2 separate regions of the Mus musculus genome follow, and region 1 is linked to region 2. Evidence: chromatin contacts called from public promoter capture Hi-C data. All regions are on one chromosome and are shown on one strand. Each heading gives the region's core, a stretch centred on a gene start, on an enhancer-like site or on the middle of the called end of the contact. The rest is flanking DNA. Distances are from core to core; before and after follow the strand shown. Region 1 has its middle 37 kb from the start of Ccdc130. Region 2 holds the start of Rln3 (relaxin 3).

Region 1 (6,300 bases), core at 1,392-3,891, 260 kb before region 2:
AGAGAAGCAACCTACAGATGCTCCAATCTTCTCTCACAGACACAGACACAGACACGCACAGGCACAGGCACAGGCACAGGCACAGGCACAGGCACAGGCACAGGCACAGGCACAGGCACAGGCTCAGGCACAGACTCACACAGGCACAGGCACAGGCACAGGCACAGGCACAGGCACAGGCACAGGCACAGGCTCAGGCACAGACTCACACAGGCACAGGCACAGGCACAGGCACAGGCACAGGCACAGGCTCAGGCACAGACTCACACAGGCACAGGCACAGGCACAGGCACAGGCACAGGCACAGGCACAGGCTCAGGCACAGACTCACACAGGCACAGGCACAGGCACAGGCACAGGCACAGGCTCAGGCACAGACTCACACAGGCACAGGCACAGGCACAGGCACAGGCACAGGCACAGGCACAGGCACAGGCACAGGCACAGGCACAGGCACAGGCACAGGCACAGGCACAGGCACAGGCACAGGCACAGACTCACACAGGCACAGGCACAGGCACAGGCACAGGCACAGGCACAGGCACAGACACTTCTATTAGATCTGTTCCTTCTGACCTATCCTCAGATGGCTCCACAGACCATGGACAACAAGGAAACAGCCAACTCTAAGACTGGACAAATATTCCCATTCTCTTAGGTTCCCTAGAGACACGTTGCCCCAATGCCAGAATGAAGTAGCCAGAGATCACAATGACCCTATTCCTGCTCCACCATCAGCTCTTTCTAATTTTTCCTTTTGTAATTAAACCAAAATAGGGGAATGTGAGCATTCTGTCTAAGCTCCACCCCACAGTTACCTTGCAACAGCCAGGTATGGCTGACTCACTATGAAAGGGGCTGTTTGTCCCCTCCTCGCTCTCTTGGTCTCTTGCTCTTCTCTTGCTCTTCCCTTCCCCCTTTTGTCCCCCCATTCCCTTGCCCAACCCTCCATGTACTCATAGCCAGCCTTTACTCCTCTTCTCTCTCTCTCTCTCTCTCTCTCTCTCTCTCTCTCTCTCTCTCTCTCTCTCTCTCTCTCTCTCTCTCTCTCTCTCTCTCTCCCTCTGCCTTTTTCTGCCTCTACTACCCTCTTAACCTCCCCGCTTGCCTTGAATAAGTACTATTCTATACTATACCGTGTGGCTGGTCCCTGGGGAGGGGGAAGGGCTGCCTCAGCATGGGCTCACTGAAGCACTCCCTTTCCCCATTCCTCACCACACCTCCATAGAAATATTTTTACCTGTTTATAAACACATCAATAGGTACAATATAGACTTTGTTATTTTATTTTACACCTTTTTTTGTTTATTAAAATTTTATTATAAATAATTTGTGATTTTAAAAAAATCACTGCATGAAATTACAGACACAAAATGTATCCACCTCAATGAACTTCTGTTCAGTTGGAACAGCCATTCTGAAACTGGAGTTTCACTTTGGCCAGGCTGGCCTTGAACTTACCACTCTCTTGCCTTAGCGTCCTAAGTGGGACTCACAGGCCTGTCCCACTATAACTGCTTCCTGGTGGCTTAACTGGTTGCTTTATGTTTTCTGTAAAAGGCCAGAAGGTTTTGGTTTGCAGGCCATGTGGCCTCTGTTGCTCTGATGCAATAAATCCTGCTCTGCTGCTGCAAGTGACAATAAACTTAAACAGTACAGACAGAAAGCCTGTTGCTCAGCAGATAAGTGGGGACTGGCTTAGCTTGTGCCCTTGGGGTATTCAGGCACCAGTGCAAGCTGGGGTGCGGGGGGGGGGGAGGACTTCTCCGAGGAGGTTTTTAGAGTTACAGCTCTCTTTATTCAGGGGTAAATAAGGGCTGTATAAACCTTGGGGAGTGGGTAGGGGTTTCCAAGGTGTGTGTACATTACTGACTGGGGGTGAGGTGCTGGGAATGCTTCATTTACACAAAGAAGAATTCCAGGTGCTTGCTGTAGGGAGAAGAGAAGTTAAACTTGTAATATGGCCATCAGGCTATGTGACTATATCAAGAGTGATGAAGGTGGGAGTCCCAAGGATAGCACTGTGGCATCAGACAGGGAGGTGAGCGAGCCTTACTCTTGCTGTCTCAGAATGAGATTTTCGGGTTTTGGACTTGTCAGGGCCTAAGTCTTGCTCCAGGCATGCTCCCTGACAACCATTCCACATCTCGTGGGTCAGTTTGTATCACAATTAAGAAAGCATACTGTGCTTCCAGAGACCTGAGATTGGTATCCAGCATCCCTGTATCAGGCAGATTAAAGCTATATGTAACTCCAGCTCCAGGCCTCTGCAGGCACCAGACATGAGCATACCCGACTATAGCTCAGTTGGCAGAGGCCCTGAGTTTTCAACAATAACCAGGCATGGTACCACAAGTCTGTCATCTCAGTATTGTTCTTGTGACTTTCCTGTATGTCTGAACACAGCCTAAATGAAATGCTAGTAAAATGTCATACAGTTTATTGCTGGGGTTTATGTGTTTGCATGAGTGTCTGCCACTCATATGCAGGTGCCCTTAGAAGGCAGAAGAAGGTGTCCAATCTCCTGGAGCTAGAGATTCCAGTGAATGGGGTACAGCCACCCAGTAGGGATGCTGAGAACAGGCAAATGTGCATACTCACACCTACAATCCCAGCTCTTGTATAGTGTTTTGCATGAGAATGTCCCCCACAGGCTCCTGTATTTGAACACTTAGTCTGGTGTTGGTGCTGATGTTTGGGGAGACCCAGAAGGTGTGGCCTTGCTTGAGGAAGTATCTCACTGGAAGTAGGCTTTGAGCATTTACACTCTCTGCTTTGTGTCTGGGGTTCAAGATGTGAACTTTCCGCTTGCGGATTCGGCCACGATGCCTGCTTCCATGTTGTCCCCAGCCATCATGGCTTCTAACCCTTGTGGAACCAAATAAACTCCTCCTTCCTGTAAGTTGCCTTGGTCATAGTGTTGTATCACAGCAGAAGTAACTAACACAACTTGAAAAGCTGGAGGACTGAAGCAACTTCTAGGCCAGCCTGGAATATAGAGTATGAGACTGTCTCAAAATACAAAAACAACATGTTGGGCTTCTTAAAATACTAATTAATTGATTGATTTGGGGGAGGAGGAGCTTGTCTGCCCTGGTTTGCATACAGAGACAAAAGACAATCTGTTAGAGTCAGTCCTTTCCTTCCACCATATGGATGTCAGAGATCCAACTTACAGCACCAGGCTCAGGGGAAAGTCCCTTTACCTGATGATGTTTCACTACACACACACACACACACACACCGTTCTGAGACAGTCTCATGTAGCCCAGGCTGGTCTGGAACTCCCTATGTAGATGAGGATAGCCTTGAGCCTCCAGTCTTCCTGTCTCCACCTCCTGAGTTCTGAGATTTTACAGGCATGCTTTACCACACACAGTTCATGTGGCCCTGGGGATGGAATCTAAGGCCTCATGCAGTTTAGGCAAACATTTTACCAACTGAGCTATGGCTAACTAATTTTTTCAAACTTTATTTTAAATAATGGTTCTTAAATGCTTAGCTTGAATATTTTAACCTCCCTTGTCGCCCACCACCCAGGTAGTGGAAAAGAAAGGATTCAGGGTGGGAGTGGGGTAGGGGAGAGCGGACCTTTTTTTAGAGAGGTTCTTTGGAGCAACTCCCATCTGTGTTGTCTGGAAATCGGCAGTTCAGTTCACAGGCAGCGGCAGCTCAATCCACTCACAAACATTTCAGGGATACACCAGCCATCTAGTTTGGTAGAGCTGAATTAGCAACAGCGGTGACATGACCTAGCAGAGACAGCCAGGCCTCAGCCTCAGCTTGAGTCAGCAGGAGGGACCAACAGGAACACCAGGAGTTCTCTGCTGTGCCTCTCTCAGGGAAGTAAAGATCAGTGAAGACTAGAGACCTACAAGCATTGCACAGCTAGCTGTACTAACAAGCCAAGCTCTGTCTCTGTCTCTCCATGGAGTCCATTTATACCCTTTAAGCATCACATGTCCTCCACGTGCCTTGCCACAGCACAGGTCTTGCCTCCAATCAGCCTGAATCCAAGGAAGTAGGCAAGAAACTGCAGTACACCACTAGAAATTTTTTGGAGTACTTCTCTGGACAGAGTTCCAACAAATGCAGCAGTGTAAGGTGGACCAATTCATGTGCGTTATTAGCAAAGAATCCTTCATCACGTGCCCTTTCGTGTGCTTCCTTTAGCAGAACATCCTCTCTCCTGTATCTGCTTCAGTGAAACATTCCTTCACTAGTCTGCCTTAGTCATTCTCCTGTGTCCACTTTAACGAAATGTTCCTTCACATGTTCACCCCAGCAAAACACCATCCAACTGACTTTCCAAAGAACCCTTCAGGTTCCACTTCAGCCCAGTCCCGGAGTTTTGACTATTTCAAATAAATGTCTTTGAGTGCTGGGTATGTTAGCACATACATTTAATCCCAGCACTCAGAAGACAAAGGCAAGTGGATCTAGAGCTTGGTCTACATAGTAAGTTCCAGGACAGCCAGGGCTACCAATGAGGCCCAGAGGAAAGGGACCTCGAAAAAGGAGACATACGGACAGGACAGAGTGGAGGGTGCTGTGGCTTAGATGTAAAATGTCCCCCTTAGGCACTCTCTCTTTCGACACTCAGGTCCCAAATGTGGTGCTATTTGGAGAAGTTGAGGAACCTTTGGGAAGTGGAGTCTTCCTGGAGGAAGCATGTCCCTGGGAACACATTCCTGGAAGGTCTTGAAATTTATTTATTTTATTGCTAGGCCCCTCCTGATCACTCTTTGATCCCTGCATGGGGATACAATGTAACCTGCATGGGATACAATGTAACCAGCTCCTCTCACTTTCCCCTCCATGACAGACTATGTCTTCTTGGACTGTAAACGCCAATAAACCCTTCCTCTCTTTTAATTTTTATTTAGGGGTGTGTGTGTGTGTGTGTGTGTGTGTGTGTGTGTGTGTGTGTGTGTGTGTACAGGTGCACTATTTGTGTGCAAGTATTCTGAGAGGCCAGAGGCCAAACCTCTGGAGCTGGAGTTATAGGCAGTTAGGAGCCACCTGACTTGGGTGCTGGAAACTGAACCCAGGTCCTCTGGAGCAGCAAGCATCTTAACTGCTGAGCTGGCTCTCCAGCCCCTTAAGTTGCTTCTTGGCATGTTCTTGGTCACGGCGCAAGCAGTACTGAAGATAGTGGGCAAGGAATACTGCCAAATGCCAGAAATAGGGCTGTCCAAGCAACCCGTGCATATATATGAACATGCCAGAACACACAAATGGAAGCTAGGGGACAGCCTGTGGGAACTGGTTCTCTTCTTCTACCATGGAGCTACCAGAGATTGAACTTGAGTCACCAGGCTTAGCAATAAGCACCTTTACCCTCTTCACGATCTCACTGGCCCCGAGAGCCTGTTTTTAAAAGCAAAGAAAGGGTTAAGCACAGGGGTTACATCTGTAATCCCAGTATTTGGAAGGCAGAGGCAAGAGAAGGCAGGAGTTCAATGCAAGCCTGGGCTACAGGAGACTCAACAAACAAGCAACAAAAAAGGGGGGATCATGAGCTGAGATGTGTGGCTCACTGGACAGAGCTCTTGCTCTGCGTGCATGAAGCCTTGAGTTCTATGCCCAGCACTGCATAATGGGTATGGTGGCAGACGCCTGTGAGCCCAGTGTGCCAGATGTGAGGGCAAGAGGATCAGAAGGAGTTGAGATTCATCCTTGGCTACATAGCAAGTGTCAGACCAGCCTGGGATACGTGACTTCCACAAAACAATAACAAACTAGGAAGGATGACTTCTTTGCCCTCTGGTGTCTGGCAGCCTTGTGCGACAGCCACTTTCCTCTCTTTTACTCAACATGTCCACACACACCCCAATCCTCCACTCTGTAAAGGGTCCCTGGGCTTCTGTTCCTACTCTTTTCTTCTTTCTGCTTGGAGTCCTCTCACCCACACATGCTCCAGCTAAAAATAGCCTGCCTTCTTATGTGGCCCGAGTCCTCTCCCAAGTTCACAGTCACCTCCCAGGGCTGCTAAGCCATCTTTCCATAGAGACTGCCTTGGTCTGTTTTCTGCTGCTATAAACACCCCAGCCTGAGGACCTATGAAAGCAGAGACTTGTGCCCACAGATGGGCAGCCCAGTGCCAACATCTACCCGGCACCCAGTGAGGGGCTTTAGCTCTGCAAGGACAAGTTTTTTCTGCCTTTAAAAACATTTTTTGAGACAGGGTTTTTATTTCTTTTAAGATTTATTCATTTTTTTGTGTGTGCCTGTGTATGTATGCACAGTGTGTACATATGTGTGTATGTGCATACTGTGTGCACGTGTGTGTATCCATGC
Region 2 (6,254 bases), core at 1,773-4,272:
GGCGGTGGCGGCGGCAGCGGCAGCAGCAGCAGCAGCAGCAGCACACTCCTTTATTCCTAGCACTGGAGAAGTGGAGGCAGGTAGGACTCTGAGTTCATGACCAGCCTGGTTTACAGAGTGAATTCCAGGGCTATACAGAGAAACTCTGTCTGGAAAAAACAAAACAAACAAGCAAGCAAGAAAGTTTGAAATCAGCTGTTGCAGACAAGCACTTCAGAGCAGCACCTGGAAGCTGTTGGCTGAACTTCCCAGCTGGCTGCTGGAGGAAGCACCGTAGTTTCAACTACCAGGGAGGCTGAAGCAGGAGGAGAGCAAAATTAAGGCCAACTTAGGCTACAGAATAAGCTCAAGGTCAAACGGGCAACTCAGTGAGACACTGTCTTGAGTAAGACAGCGGTGGCAGGGAGGGCTGGCAAGATGTCAGGGTAGATAAAGGTGCCTGCCACCAAGCCTGGGTTCAAGTCCCAGGATTCATGTGGTGGAATAAGAAAGCTGATCTCAAGCCGGGCGTGGTGGCACACGCCTTTAATCCCAGCACTCAGGAGGCAGAGGCAGGCAGATTTCTGAGTTTGAGGCCAGCCTGGTCTACAAAGTGAGTTCCAGGACAGCCAGGGCTACACAGAGAAACCCTATCTCACACACACACACACACACACACACACACACACACACACACACACACACACACACACACACACAAAACAAAAAAAACCAAAAAACAAAAAAACAAAAACCAAAAAAGAACAAAAACCAAAACAAAACAAAAAACCAAAAGAGAGCTGATCTCTACAAGTTGTCCTCCAACCTTTACATGCACACCATGGCACACATCCTCATTAGATGGATGGATGGACAGATGGATAGATAGATAGATAGATAGATTGATTGATTGATAGTAGATAAAATGAAATTATAAGTCTCAATTTTTAAAAGAAATTTAAGTTCTTGGGATGCAGCTGTGTAAGCCCTTTCATAGCAGGTGCAGGGCCTTGAGCCTAATAATCAGTGTATATAAAATACACCCCCCTCCCTTCTCTCTCTCTCTCTCTCTCTCTCTCTCTTTCTCTTTCTCTTTCTCTCTCTCTCTCTCTCTCTCCCCGTCTCTTCTCCCATCTCTGCCCTCTTGCTGCCATAGAAAGAAAGCTAAGAAAAATAAGTGGTAGGGGTGGGAGAATTCACCACAGGTTCAGGGCTTTTACTTTAAAATAATTTTGATATGTGCATAGGTGTTTTGCCTGCATGCTTGTCTGTATAACATTTGCATGTCTGGTACCTGCAGAGGCCAGAAGAGGGCGTCAGATTCCCTGGACGTAGAATTACTACTGATGGTTGTGAGCTGCCATGTGGGTGCTGGGAACTAAACCTAGGTCTTCTGGAAGAGCATCCAGTACACATAAACTCTGAGCCATCTCTGTCTCTCCAGCCCTAAGGTCATTCCAGGCCACCCCAGAACTGCAGAGGGGCTGAGAGGCAGCACAGTGATAAGAGCATTTTCTTCTTGTGTGGGGACCCAAGTTCTGTTCCCAGCAGCCATGTCAGCAGCACAGCCTGTAATTCGAATTCCAAGAGTTTGATGCCCACTTTTGGCCTCTACAAAAACCCACATAAATGTGGTGCACACAGACACACTCACACAGAGACACACATACACATGCACACACAAAGACACATAAATAAATATACTTACATAATTCTAAAACAATAAACAAAATTGGACTTTTTTTTTTTCAAGACAGGGTTTCTCTGTGTAGCCCTGACTGTCCTGGAACTCACTCTGTAGACCAGGCTGGCCTCGAACTCAGAAATCCGCCTGTCTCTGCCTCCCAAGTGCTGGGATTAAAGGCGTGTGCCATCACCGCCCGGCTAAAATTGGACTTTTAAAGACAGGGTCTCTGCAGGGCGGTGGTGGCACACACCTATAAGCCCAGCACTTGGGAGGCAGAGGCAGGAGGACTTCTGAGTTCAAGACCAGCCTGGTCTACAAAGTGAATTCCAGGACAGCCAGGGCTATACAGAGAAACCCTGTCTCGAAAAAACAACAAAACAAAACAAAACAAAACAACAACAAAAAAACCCTGTCTCAAAAATACAACAACAAAAAAATAAATAAAAGAAAGGAAGGAAGAAAGAAAGAAAGAAAGAAAGAAAGGAAGGAAGGGAGAGAGAGAGAGAGAGAGAGAAAGAAAGAAAGAAAGAAAGAAAGAAAGAAAGAAAGAAAGGAAGGAAGGAAGGAAGGAAGGAAGGAAGGAAGGAAGGAAGGAAGGAAGGAAGGAAGGAAGAAAGTAAGTGTAACCCTGGCTGGCCTGGAACTCACTATGTAAACTAGACTGGCCGCAAACTCAGAGATCCACCTGTCTCTGCTCCTGAGTGCTGGGTGTATGCCATCATGCCTAGCAAGAATAAGATTTTTAAAAGCAAAATGTGATGTTTCACACCTGAAACCTCAACACTGGGAGGGGGAACTGTGATTAGGATGTAAAATAAACAAATACATTTATTTATTTATTTAAAAAAATTTTTTAAAATTGTTATTTATGTCTGTATATGTGCACATATGTATATGCATGTGCATGCGGGCTCCTGATGGGGGCATAGAATCCCCTGGAGCTGGAGTTACAGGCAATTGTGAGTTGCCTGCTTTGGGTAGTGGGCACCAAACTCAGGCCATCTGGAAGAGCAGAAATCCTTATCTACTGTGCCATCTCTCCAGATCAGAGGAGAGTTTGAGGATAGCCAGGTTAGGAGATTCTGTCTAAGAAGAAAGGAGAGGTGGTGGCTTTCTCCTATAATCCCAAAACTTAGTAGTAGACTGAAGCAGGAAACTTGCTCGGTGTGGAAGATGACAGAGAGCTGAGCCATGTCACCCTGTCTGCGTGAAAGGTTATCTCTTAGCAAGGAGATGGTAAAGGTCAGGTTGCCAACTGCCTCCCCTCTGCTCAGAAGATAACCCAGGTCAGCGGGCGGCGCTGGGAGCCAGCCTGTATAAATAGGGGATCGGAGGTGGTGCAGATAGAGCACCTGGGTCGCAGGCATCTCAGCTGATCATGGCAATGCTCGGGCTGCTGCTGCTGGCTTCCTGGGCTCTCCTCGGGGCTCTGGGGCTGCAGGCCGAGGCGAGGCCGGCGCCCTACGGGGTGAAGCTCTGCGGTCGGGAGTTCATCCGCGCGGTCATCTTCACTTGCGGAGGCTCACGATGGCGCCGGGCGGACATCTTGGCCCACGAATCTCTGGGTGAGTGCTAGGCAATCAACCTGGAACAGGTGTCCTGGTAAGCGCAAAGCCAAACAGGCTGCATGGGCCAGGCATGGTTAGTTCCAAACTCTTGGGAGGTGGTAACAGAAAAAACTCACATTTAAAGGCAGCCTGGGCTACAGGGTAGAATCCCTGCCTAGCCATGTGCAGTGAAACACCTCTGCCTGCCTTTAAGCTTCCTCGGGACCAGGATGGTACAATTGAGGTAGCTGGAAGCCAGGCATCTTGGGGTTAAAGGCAGGGGTGTGGAAATCAGAAAGCCATTAGGCTACCTTTTCCTGGCTGTGTGTAGCATGACACCACACAGAGGTGCCGCTGCCCCTAAGGTGCCTCCCTTTGGGTGAGGGCACATCAGGTTTTTTTATCCCAGTCTGCCGAGAGGGAGCGGGATGCTAGGCACAGGGCTTGATTTCGCCACCTTCTGGCCTCTCTAGCCCTTGCTACCTCCTGCAGAGACCATTCCTGGTGAAATGGTAGACCCAGTGGGTGAGACCTTGCAGAATTCTTTAACGGGGCAGACTGTTTAGTGTGGCTGGAGCAGCAGGAGGCCAATCAGGAGAGTGCAGCTCCTTAGAGGCGAGACAAAAGAGGCGACACAGTGGGCTTGGGAGACTGTGATTAGAATCCCAACACTCTGGGAAGCTGAGGCAGGATGGTCATGAACTCAAGGACAGCCTAAGACCCTGTCTCAAAAAAAAAAAAATCGCAAAACCAAAAAACGGAGTGGAGGAGGAGGAAGAAGATGATGATGAAAGAGAGATGTGTGGGTGGTGAATGATGGACAGACAGATGGATGCATGCGCAGGTTAGGAGTGTGCCTGCCTCAAAACAGTAGCTCTATGGCTAAATGGCTGTGTCCTCACACAAGCCTGATGAGGAGCCAGGGTCCCAATTAGTGAATAGTAAGTAGGTGGCAACAGCAGCAAACTCAGTAGCTGTCACTGAGAGGCTGGAAGAAGTGAATTCGGTAAAGCAAACAAGACGGTCAATAAATGATCAGTGTTCACTTGAGTGCTCCTCATGTATCCCATAGTATTGTGCTTTTGCGGGCATCCAGTCTGATACTCCTGACAAAGCCAAAAAAAAAAAAAGTAGAAGTTATTATTATCTCCCCTCCCCCTCCCCTGCTTTGTGGAAAAGAAAACTGAGCCTAGGAGGGAGACGGAAGTAATGTCATTTACTATTCTGATTTAGGGAGCCTAGCTCCCAAATGCATATTTTCATCTACGCCGTCCACATTAAATAAAGAATCGCATGAACTCAGTGACAGGAAAGTCCAGCTTAGCACTGAAACTGACAACAGAGCCAGCATTTGAACCCTCGAGGGGATGAAATCAAACTCAGAACCGCAACCTTGATCCTCCAGACTGGAGATGTAAGTGGGCTAAGCCCTGATTCTTCCTCTTTGCTTTTGCAGGGGACTTCTTCGCTGATGGAGAAGCCAATACAGACCACCTGGCCAGCGAGCTGGATGAAGCGGTGGGCTCCAGCGAGTGGCTGGCCCTAACCAAATCCCCCCAGGCTTTCTACGGTGGTCGAGCCAGCTGGCAAGGGTCACCTGGAGTGGTTCGGGGCAGCAGAGATGTGTTGGCTGGCCTTTCCAGCAGTTGCTGCGAGTGGGGCTGTAGCAAGAGCCAAATTAGCAGCTTGTGCTAGGATCAGGGTTGAGCAATGGAGAAGCGGGCCGTGCCTGCAAGCTGCTGTCAGCTGTGCGATGTTCAAGAGCATTCCTACAGGCGAGGCACCAAGGGGTCCACTGTCTCCTTACAGACCCTCTGCCAAGATGCATACACTACTTGCCAACCTTTCCCCACCTTGCTGCCGGCCCCTCCTCTATCCAGCCAAACAGAAACTTGTTTTTCATGGCTGAGTTCTTCCGTGCCACAACCTCACCCCCAGCAGCCCAGCAGCAACCAGATGCCCATCTTCTTAAACTGGCTACACTAGAGTCTGCCCCACCTCCACCCTCAGTCCGGCCCTAATTGTCGCCACTGTCCCTGGCTAACCTCCCCCCCACCCCAAAACAGAGCCCCTGGTCCTCAGTACTCAGACTTCCTCACCACATAAAATAAAGGTTCAGTTCTGAGCATTTGCACGCGTGCGTATCATTGCTGGGGGTGGGCGGATTTGGGGACTTCCCGCCAGGGGCGGGGTGGCTTCCTTCCCGCAGGCTGTAAGCCCCAAGCCTGGTGGTGTCACTTGTCCCTGGGAGCCATGAACCGGCTCCGGGTTGCACGCCTCACGCCGTTGGAGCTTCTGCTGTCGCTGATGTCGCTGCTGCTCGGGACGCGGCCCCACGGTGAGCAGCTTCGTGAGTGGCTGGCTCGGGGTCACAGTTGTAGGGCATCGGGAACTGGGCGACAACAGGATGTAGCAGGTCGGAAAGGGGCCCGGGACTCCCTCTGCGCCATCCCAGCACGTGCCAGGCCCTGCGCTCCGGTACTGCACTACCACTGTACCAGAGGATGGACGCATCCACAGTCCAGCAAGTTCAGGCCCCGGGGAACTTGACCACGGTCCTCTCGGCTCTCTGCGCCCCTGCAGGCAGTCCAGGTCCACTGCAGTGCTACAGCGTCGGTCCCCTGGGAATCCTGAACTGCTCCTGGGAACCTTTGGGCGACCTGGAGACTCCACCTGTGCTGTATCACCAGAGTCAGAAATAGTGAGTACCCTGGAGTGGTCTAGGGGAAACTGAGGACGGAAAGTGGTCACTCAGATTTCAAGCGAATTTTGTTAAGAGGATCACCGCCCGCCCCTCAGTCCGGCTACTGAGAATTCGGTCCACACTCTCACAACCCTCAGGCTAGCCCACTCATTCCCTTATGGCATAACTCAGGTCTGACCACTTTCCCTCTCTCAACCCCCACCCCCACCCCCACAGTAATGACGGCACAGGCCTGCCATGATTGATTCTGCCCATCAGCACGGTAGGCACATGGCAAAGAAAAACTGCTGAGCACTAGAAAGCAGGTTAATATCGTTGTTGTACGACATCGGGCAGG

What was found. Promoter capture Hi-C pulls out the DNA fragments that hold promoters and counts their contacts.
Region 1: a promoter capture Hi-C map of embryonic stem cells shows a contact between it and region 2, with 2.8 times the contacts expected there. The contact joins the enhancer-like site here to the promoter of Rln3 in region 2. A contact is called at or near these places in 17 of 39 promoter capture datasets (3T3-L1-derived adipocytes, the HPC-7 cell line, HPC-7-derived erythroid cells and 12 more), 1 of 15 datasets of contacts at CTCF or cohesin (the NIH/3T3 cell line), 5 of 484 Hi-C or Micro-C datasets (the G1E-ER4 cell line, bone marrow-derived macrophages, cerebellum and 2 more), 2 of 115 datasets of contacts at active chromatin or transcription factors (embryonic stem cells and microglia) and 4 of 9 other capture datasets (adipose tissue, liver, macrophages and 1 more).

What each region holds. Positions count from the first base shown.
Region 1 is chr8:84,303,867-84,310,166 of GRCm38.p6, reverse strand. No RefSeq gene overlaps it. Among named protein-coding and RNA genes, the nearest start is that of Ccdc130, 37 kb to the right of the region's middle. Within about 2 kb of position 2,641, at least 5 of the 459 cell types and tissues checked have an H3K27ac peak or open chromatin away from gene starts, as enhancers often do. A contact at or near this core is called in embryonic stem cells, where this site is marked.
Region 2 is chr8:84,041,747-84,048,000 of GRCm38.p6, reverse strand. Rln3 (relaxin 3) reads left to right here and starts at 3,022. Exons shown (of 2, transcript NM_173184.1): 1 at 3,022-3,231; 2 at 4,670-4,934. The coding sequence starts at 3,045. The coding sequence ends at 4,908. It overlaps Il27ra (interleukin 27 receptor, alpha), which reads left to right and starts at 5,426. Exons shown (of 14, transcript NM_016671.3): 1 at 5,426-5,551; 2 at 5,797-5,914. The coding sequence starts at 5,467.